2 separate regions of the Gasterosteus aculeatus genome follow, and region 2 is linked to region 1. Evidence: chromatin contacts called from public Hi-C data. All regions are on one chromosome and are shown on one strand. The core of a region is the stretch at or near the end of the contact, and the rest is flanking DNA. Distances in the headings are between cores, read along the strand shown. Region 1 holds the start of LOC120811204 (sodium-dependent neutral amino acid transporter B(0)AT3). Region 2 overlaps fhod3b (formin homology 2 domain containing 3b).

Evidence for each region. A called contact is a pair of places that touch in the nucleus more often than the background predicts.
Region 2: a contact with region 1 is called in a Hi-C map of skeletal muscle, with 10 times the contacts expected there. The contact joins the enhancer-like site here to the promoter of LOC120811204 in region 1. A contact is called at or near these places in 4 of 6 Hi-C or Micro-C datasets (skeletal muscle, tail fin and whole body).

The regions. Positions count from the first base shown.
Region 1 is chr20:10,691,291-10,696,016 of fGasAcu3.hap1.1, reverse strand. It overlaps LOC120811204 (sodium-dependent neutral amino acid transporter B(0)AT3), which reads left to right and starts at 2,585. Exons shown (of 14, transcript XM_078095132.1): 1 at 2,585-3,137; 2 at 3,656-3,793; 3 at 4,370-4,480. The coding sequence starts at 2,585. fhod3b (formin homology 2 domain containing 3b) reads right to left here and starts at 3,620. Exons shown (of 25, transcript XM_078095129.1): 1 at 2,411-3,620. The coding sequence starts at 2,575.
Region 2 is chr20:10,729,933-10,734,658 of fGasAcu3.hap1.1, reverse strand. It overlaps fhod3b (formin homology 2 domain containing 3b), which reads right to left. Exons shown (of 25, transcript XM_078095129.1): 4 at 1,209-1,276; 5 at 277-382. Among protein-coding and RNA genes, the nearest start is that of LOC120811203, 37 kb to the left of the region's middle. Within about 2 kb of position 1,863, at least 6 of the 9 cell types and tissues checked have open chromatin away from gene starts, as enhancers often do.

The sequences.
Region 1 (4,726 bases), core at 1,336-3,835:
TTATAGGACTGCAATCTTTTCCGGAAAAGATGTTGCCCAAAGATGGAAATGAGTGAATGGGGAGAGTCCATTCTCCAGGTCCTGGCCACATTCTCTGTGTCTAGAACATTGCTTTGCAATCACATGCCAGGCCTCAAGACCACCAAGCCGCAAACTACAAAGCAGTGAACGAGAAGAAAGCCGGTGAAGGACTATTGATCTATGGATTTATGATGACATTATAAGTAGATCTGAAACAAGTCCAGCCATTTTTGAAAGAAACACAGTTACTTAGACATCTGTCATTATTTATGACAGAATAAACGTGAGGGGATGACTCGTCATACTTTCCATCCAGAGACCAAAAAGAAAAGGTTGAATATTTGAATCACCATTAAAGCCCTCAACATATTCAACAATGCTGCTACAATGACAATGAATCCAATAATAAAAATACAATTAACATGCCGAAAAAAGTAAAGAAATAGTGTACATTACATTAAACGTTAAATACCGATTCAAAAACATGGTGGCAGCACATTTTCCGAAAGGCGCTTCAAAGCGTGTCTGCTGTCCCGACTGTTCAGTTTTTGATGCACAACAAGCATTTATGGCTCGAATCCACGTTGTTTTAAAACATAATCCTTGGTCATGATGTCTTTTGATGTTTGAACCCCACCAACAGCTCAACGTAATTCATGTTTGACTTTTAAACAGCAGCGCGGCCCGTATGCCATCCCATGCACGAACCCTTGCAACACACGTGTATAAACAACCTCCCCTCCCACACACACGTACAGATCACCCCTCTGGAGACTACAGACTGAAAGTGACTGGAGCAGCCCAGAGACCGCATATGTTAGCGGTTTTGACTCCCTCGACACCACGTGTTAGCAGCGTGCAATTTATACCGGATAGACCTGCACCCGAGAGACAACAGTTTTGCTATCGAATGCATGCGCATGCACGCGCTCACGCCAAAGTCCCCTCTTCAAACTGCTGAGGGTCAGATCTTGAGACCTCAATGTGGGTTTCGGCAGCTCTCTGTCTATGCGGTCCAGCTGGCCTACTGCTAAACTGAGGACACTCCCCGTGCGAAGTACATCAGCTCTTTGTTTGGGTTTTTAATTCTGCCCGCTTCCCTCTCCTCTCTCAGACGGTGGAAAGCGTTGCCGTCGCATCCTGCTGGTCAGAGTGAGATCGGCCGCAGAATGAGAACCAGGCTTGCGGTCATCCACAGCATCCTGAGGCTTCCGTGACTTATCTTACCAGCTCTACTCAAACAAGATGGAGTAGCATTGATCTGACAGAATGAAGGAAGACCCTAATTAACTTTCCATTTACGTGACTTCCCAACCAGATTGAGATAAATGCTTAATAAAAGACTAGGACGGCCCCTTTGCTTTGTTTGAATTTGAAGGTCAGTGGATGAACACACTGTTTGGATTCACTTAGTACAATCGGAAGGCAGAAACTGGCATTTCTCAAAACAATTAGTCTTCAGAGGCCTCTAAAAATAAAAAATAAATGAAAATGGGCTTTGAGTTTACATTTTTTTGACCCTGCATTTCTTGAGGAAACACAAACAGGGCAATTTAGACCATACCAAAGAGCTTAAACTGGCTGTGCAGTTGTAGTTTTTGGGAGGCAAACTGTTGAAACCAAAACAGACACAATGCAGCTGACCAAACACCACAAGGAAGACGTGCAAAACGCATTATGCTTCTAACTAAGGAAATAAGAAGAATATGCCAGTAAGATGCCAAATAATGTGTTGTGTTTCCAACCGGCTTCAGAAGTTGCATTGAGATCAGATGGTTACAAACTCGAATCCCCATTACCCTCTTCGATCCCTCAACAACGGACCAGCTGGGCATTCGACACCAGGCTCTATTTGGGGCGTTAAGGCAAGAGACACCTCATTGAAAGTCGATGAATGTTTAAAAGTGGACAAACAAAGATCATTCATTGTCATTCATTCATTTTCAGTCAACCCCCCATTGCATTATCCTGTTGTATTTATTGATTTTCTCTCACAAAAACAAATAAAGGGCAGAAATGTTATTAAAAGTTTGAAATGCTCTCTCTGAAACTGGCAAATGGATAATAATAGAACCGGTCAAACGGAGAGTATTGGTGCTGTGGTTGAGGTAAACATTAACAGAACCCTGCTGAATAATGGGTTTCTAAATCGTTCTTACATCACTTAACCACCTGATATTCCATGTGATAGAGATATCTTATCTATATGCTTGTCCTTAAAGAATGTTGATGCTCCATCAGCCACTGGATCTATCAACAGTCCATTAGGTTTGTTTACCGGTAACCCCACCAACATGTTCACATAATAATTAATGCAGGTCTTAACTTTCCTCTGAGCTCAAGAGACAATAACAAAATCCGCCGAGAGATTAATAAGTATACTGCATACCTTCTGCGGGGCTTTTAGCAGCCTGTGGACTCCAGCAATCTGATTGATCAGAGGAATATCTTCCCTGAACGTGTACAGAGGTGGCCTGGTGGGCTCGGGGAAGTTGGTGCTGTTAAATGGATCAGTGTCATCTAAGAACTGCACCCTGCACAGAAACGTAGCCATGGTGCATCCATGCAGGACGATTTTGGACAAAATAGTGGATGCGACACCACCTCTGAAAGACAGGAGACCCCCCACTCCCCTGCCCCCTGCCCCCCCCCCCTCGCCTCCCCGGGGCAGCGAACTACCGGCAGGTCTTCTGCAGTAGCGCAGCCCTGCAGCCCTTCTGTTATCCTTGGACCTTCTCCATTCGCTTCACGCCGCGCAGAGGATCAGGACGACACGCGGTCCAGATGTAAAGATCCAGGGTCCCTCATGGAGAGACGCGGAGACGCGCGGGGCGGCGCTATCCGAGGACATTTGCGGGCGTTCCGGGGTGCTGAGGACAGACTGCGCGCACGGGACCGCTTCACTCGGCGTCTGGTCTGTGGGAGCGATGGGAAGCGGATCCCTCCTCCGCCAGAGGACACCGCGGCCAGACCTCAGCCGGCCGGCTCGGCTCACGTTACCGGCGCGACGGCGACCTCCGGCGGCGCAGAGCGGAAGTACAGTCAAAACAACAACAAAGCAAGAAAAGCTGCACCTCGCGGGCAGCGACACAAGGGTGCAACTAAAACGGACCAACGTATGGAAAATATTCATTTCTTCCTATGAATGGAAAAATAACAATTAGAACAAGGGATGGATAATGTAACAATAAACTATGCAATGACAAATACTATTTAAAGAAATATAAATATGATAAAATAACTTTTTAAAGTCTTTGTCACAAACTATATCTCCGAAAACATCTTGTAAAGTACTAATGAAAAGTGAACAAATGATTGACAACATACTTGAATATGAAATGAGGTATTTCATATATTTATTAACTAATTGTGTAATAGTAAACATTCTCTCTCCATGACAAATGTACAAAGCCCAGGTCTGCTGACAGCTATAGGAGTTATGAAAATGTTTTTTTTTGGTAACACGCTGTTAACTGTGTTGTCATTCATTCTCCAAACAAATGTTCTTCTTCTGTCGATCTTAAAACAAGAGGAATAACTGTGCATTTACCTTTTCTCGTTGTAAATTTCTTTCCCAGTTTAAGATTAAAAGAATGCACACCTCTAACTGCTGCTCTGAATAAATCTATTACAGAGGTCCAGTGGACTATTAACATCTCAGCACTGCATCACTACAATACTACAGCGGTCATGAAGTTAAAACTGGCCGATCCTGACTTGGAGGAAAGGATATTATCCAATCAGCAGCTGCACAAGCTGGAAGACGCTGGAGGCCGATCGAAATGGGACAAGAAGACGCGGTACACGCTCACCTGTGTTAGGAATGAATGTCACGTATCAGTACAAGGCATTTTATATGTAGTGTTTTTGGTGAAACGGTCTGATAAGGAACTCAATACATGATACACGTTTTCATGAGTAACTGATGGTCGGTAATTACCGTTGAGTGAAATGACTCAAACAATGTGCAAATAGAAGTATTTTAGGTTATCATGAAACGATTTAAAAGTAGCCACAACATTTTCTCCTGGGCTCCTTATTACTGCTGTGTCATAGAAATCAACTGTTATCGCTCCTGTTATCAAAGTCATATTACACAAGCGCTTTTACTCAAACAAACAAACCATATTGCTCTTAAAAAAAGGCCAACAAGATTAAAAAATCTGATAAAACAAATGACGCCCCTTCGTCCACTGTTACAAGCAGGTAACAATCAACAGTCACCAGTTTCTTCGCTTTTCTTCAGACACAGTGGACAAGGTTTGCTTTATTTAAATAAACTGAAACAAAATGGACAAAGAAGTCATGGACGGAGAAAATGAAGGTTGTGAGCAGACGCAGGTTACAGAGAGACCAAAATGGGACAACAAAGTCCAATATTTGCTAACCTGCATAGGTTTTGCTGTGGGGCTTGGGAATGTGTGGAGATTTCCATATCTGTGTCAAATCTATGGTGGAGGTAAGCATTTCATTTACCGTGTGCTTCGTAATGTAACATAAGAAACGCCTTAAGTAAAGTAGACAGCCACATAAAAACAGTTGTACTTCACTGTGGCACGATAACACAATAGTCACACCTTATTTTGGATAACTACTTTTTGCTTTAGCATTTAATTGACCATTACTCTCTATACTAGCAGACAGGTTCTCAGATATGCAGAAATAACTTTGCTCTGACTTCATGCTGTACGTATCTGTTTTGTCA
Region 2 (4,726 bases), core at 614-3,113, 39 kb before region 1:
CAGCTGCTAAACTTGGCCGAACTTCCATTATGTGCGGCACACGTTTTAGCTTGTTTATACACTTTAGGTGTGTGTGTCAGAAGGTGGACAAGCACAATCATCAATTTACATGGTGTATGTAAACACATATGGTTCCGGATAGGTTTATGGGAGGAAACGTGTTGCCAGATTGATTGATAACATCCTCGATTAGCACGTGTTGTAGATTGAGGTGTGAGAAAGTAGAGGAGGAAAGCATTTATTAGAGTTTACTGGTGATAGGGAATGTTGCCGTACCCCTGAGGATGTAATTCTGGTAGTTCTGGTCCGCTTCGGCGCCCACTTTTATCAAACACGTCAGTCCTTCCTCCACCACGAACTCGTGCACCAGGTCCTTGTCATCCTGAAAAAAGGTCGAGGACAAACACGGGAATACTGTCAAAGACAGAACCACAGACTGTATCGTTTGAAAAGCCATTTCTATTAAACAATAACATGTTTTTTTGTTTCACCCCCCCCCACGGACCCGCTATTTAAATATATATATATATATATAAACATTTCTCATGTCAGCCTTCATAAAATCCCTTACTTGTGTACATTGTGTACATGTGTACATTATTAATCAATACTAATTGATAATAACAATCATACCCTAATCCATGACTACAACATGTACAATGCACTACAGCAATGTAGAAAAGTTATAGTGATTTCAGGCCAGAAGGATATTTTATTCCACAACGAGAATAATCAATTCACTCTTCGATGGAATCCCCACAAAGCTCAAAAAGTGAGCTATTCTAATCTATTCTGGGCCTGCACAAACGTCTGTTGCTCTCTTTTCCATCCAACTGTCGGTCAACCCTCCCCCTCTCTGGCCGCCTGCCTGCCAGGCCAGCCCCGCGTGTGAAGTATGACCAGACCCGAACACTCCACAGCTGCCACGAAGGCAGACTCTGAGCAACACAACTCTGCCCCGAGAAAACAATGCCGTGTCCAGGTTTGAGTGTCCATGTGTGCGCGTTCTTGCGTGTTAGTGTGTGTGAACTTTCAAAGGCATAGTCAGAGCCCTGGTGAAAGACACTTCACGTACTGACGAATGCAGCCATTCATCACAAACAGTCAAAACACTGGAATTCGCTGGATGCATTAGCTGGAGATTGTAAAAATGTATTTTGTTATGGATCGAGCGTAAAGGAAAATACTTAATATAAATATATAATTACCTGAAAGATCTGCTTGAGGGAAAAGAGGGCTCTCCGGAGCTCCCGTCCAGTTGAATTGTAGAGTTTCTCTGTGGGAGAGAGGAAAAGAAAAGTCAGCCGACAGTCAAAAACACGGTATCTTTCGACATTGTTGTCTACAAAAAGTGAAAAAAATGAAATTGACACGACGTTCAGTAACGTTGTCATTTCCGTTGCATCACTTGTTTCCACGTTGAACTACACATTTTCCCCTCAAAATCACATCTTCATGCACACATCATTTGCAGCATTATACCCTATAGTTCAATGCGAAATATGTCCTGCAAAAGCAACAGTGAGACCAAAATAACAGTAGGAACAACTTAGAGCACATCTGTAGAGAGTTAGTGAATAGTGGATGTTTCCCACTGACAAAGTCGTCTCAATAGCTCCCCATAATACAAAGTCAAGGCAGAAACCTGAGCCAATAGCCAACACAATGGCTAAAGAACAATACACCCATTAATCAGTTATGGAAACACCAAAGAGCACTCAAGGAGGGGTATAATCTATGACAGATGCTTGTGATTGGGGCAAACATCCACTGCAACTACTTTGATGATCCTTCACCCTGGGTGCAGCCCGTGGAGTCTGCCAGGGAGCGGCAGTGTTGAGCTCCATCCTTGCGGCCCACTCGTCACTGCCGAGCGAACTCCCGCTGACTCAGCAAAACCCTCCTCTTTGCTGCAGCAGATAAAGCGCTACACAGTACAGCTCAATCCACAGCAGTGCAGTACAGTGTGGTACTCACTCTGAATGCGTCTGCTTTCTTTTTCATTGGGTTTTGGAGATACGTTCTTGCTAGATATGTCTTGGTCAGCAAACAACTGACAGGAGACTTGCATTGCATACGAACATGGCAGGAACACAGCAAGGTAGTTTTGCACATTCTACGTAAAGGAGCCGTTACACACATATACAAGACACTGAAGATGCATCTGTAAAGCAGACGACGTGGTACTGGGCCATATGTGGTTAAAAGGCTCCCATTCGACGAGGTTGCATATTGCAATCAAACCGTTCCAGCAGAGTTTTTTATCTCCGGATGATGCTGTGCTTCAAATTTATGACTCTAATGGTATTTAGTAGGAGTGCAGGCGAGGTTCTTTAAACGTTTTGTGCACTCAGTGCTATACATGGTTGGGATGTATAATAAGCAGGCGAGTGTTGGTCTTTTACGGCACAGCCAGTCACTGGCAACATTCACTAGGAATAAATCGTCCAGAGGTATTTCCAGGGGAAGCCGTGCAATGTCGGTGATTTATGTCTTTACATATGTCAGGAAGGGACTGTATGTGAAACTCCCAGGCTGAATATCTTCCAGTTGCCAAGTTGCCATCATCATTTAAATCCCCTTTCAAAACCGACCCAATACATGCAACAGCACTAAAATTCTGATTCTGTTTTATAATCATCACCATTTTGGTTCCAACACTGTAACTCTACTCATAACAGTTATTTATGAATAAACGATATCTCACTGATGTAGAAACACCCCCAAGGGGTTAAACATCCCCATGTATTTGTTATCCTTCCTTTTATGCACAAAGATGCTCTAAAATGAATGACTTTGACATTTTTAGATTGAATGTATGGTTGGTTCTGCATCATGTAGAAAGCAGCTAAAGCTTTTAAACGTCTGCACCCTCCCCTGCAGGTCAAGGCAGGGCCCCATCCATTGCCCCCCTACCACCGGAAGATGACTGGGAGTTTAGATTAGGGATCTCTAAACAGACAAAACTCTTTGTTCGCTGGAGCGAAAAGCCAGAGGAAGATACCCTGGGTTACTCATCACACCTTCACCGTAGAAACAAGCTTGATTTGTGGTCCCAGTTCAACCCAAGTCTTGAATCAGTTTGCTCTTTTCCCTCTTAAAGCTGTAACTGCACTTCCTCCTGGACATTGAATATTAATCGGCCAACGGTAAATTACACCCGGCTCCCGCTGGACAGCCATGTGATGCATCAGCACCTGGGCTACTAGTGGGTTTGAATAAAGCCCGGGCACATGTTGTGTGTGTCCTTGTGTTTGTGTGTGTGTGTGTGTTAATCAGCAACAGCATGGCAGTGGAAATTCCTCCACGCAGAGTTCCACTGCCATTTACCTCAATAAAACTGTCAGAAAGTTATTACTGCCTAACACTAAATGAAGCCCATCTGCAGGAACAGACAGTTCCTTCCCTGTCCCTGCTCCCAGTCCACACAACGATGCACCTCCTGGAGGCCCATCTCTAATGAGAAATAGCTCAGTGGAGATTAGTTCCATACCATTTGGCACAGATATGCACCCAAAAGTATGTTCCCTCTGCATTTCTCTCTTCAAGACTCCGGAACCTAGGTACAAATTTATTTAGAGGAAATGCTTGTGAACCCCACAGCTCACAGTCTTAATTTACGTGAATGGAAAATATTAGGCCTTGGCCATCGATTTGTTATAGGTCCATGGCAAAGGGCTAGAACAACAAAGGAAGTCATCGTTGAAAACAATATATTTGGAGCGCTGCAAATAACTCTTGGCAGTTTCAACGTGCTGACTTTAAGATTTATATATATCCTTCCATTGTAAAACATGAAAAAAAGCCATCAGACCATGTTATCATTGCTACATACAGCAAAACAATAGCTGTATATAGTAAAGAATTACCAAAATATAAAACAATTCACGAGTGCAGCTATTTTCTTTGCCGTCATCTTGACATTGCCCCCAGGCTTTTAATGACAGGGAAATGACTCCAACGAGGGAGAGTCTTGCTCTTTATGGGTTACATTAATGTAGCGTACAGGGAGCAGCTGTTTCTCCTCCTGAATTCACATTTTCTCAGCTGGAATAGCTACAGGGATGTAATGGTCTCATAATTATAACAATCATAAAGGTAGTAGTGAAAGTTCTATAATCAGCAGGAATGTAGAGGAACGAAGAGAAAGCCTGGTACGTTCAGACAGGCCGGGTCTGCCTGACACCTTCTGATTCTAAGAGTCCGTGCCGGTACATTCCAGTATCGCTTTTTCGCGCAAGTCACGTGTCACTTTTTATTGATCTCAATCCACGACCCATCCCCACCATTAACTGCTAGACGGCTAACAAACAAAAAAAAACATCGCCAATAAAGCCTGTAACTTTTCACATTTTCCATCCGCTGACAAGCACGCTCAGCGACTCGTCTGTTTGCAAGACTTTGTTTCCAGAAAGCGCCATAAAATGTAAAGGATGACTACCACTGTTCATGCTTCGGACCGCAGGCGGAACACATAAACCACATTCAAAGCACAGCCGGGAAACCCACAAGGACCCCGCTGGGCAGGAAAACCTTGCGCACACGGCTGTAAATTAAACTGTGTTTGCTTCGGGAGTGGAGCCGTCGGGCAAGAAGCTGGAAGGGGGGAATCCATACTGTCACATGGGCGATTGTGTATAAAACTGTGAATAATCTAATCAAAACCTTTCACGTGGGATGAGGAGATGCTCGGGTTAACACAAACACGGTACGGTATGAAGCTGGG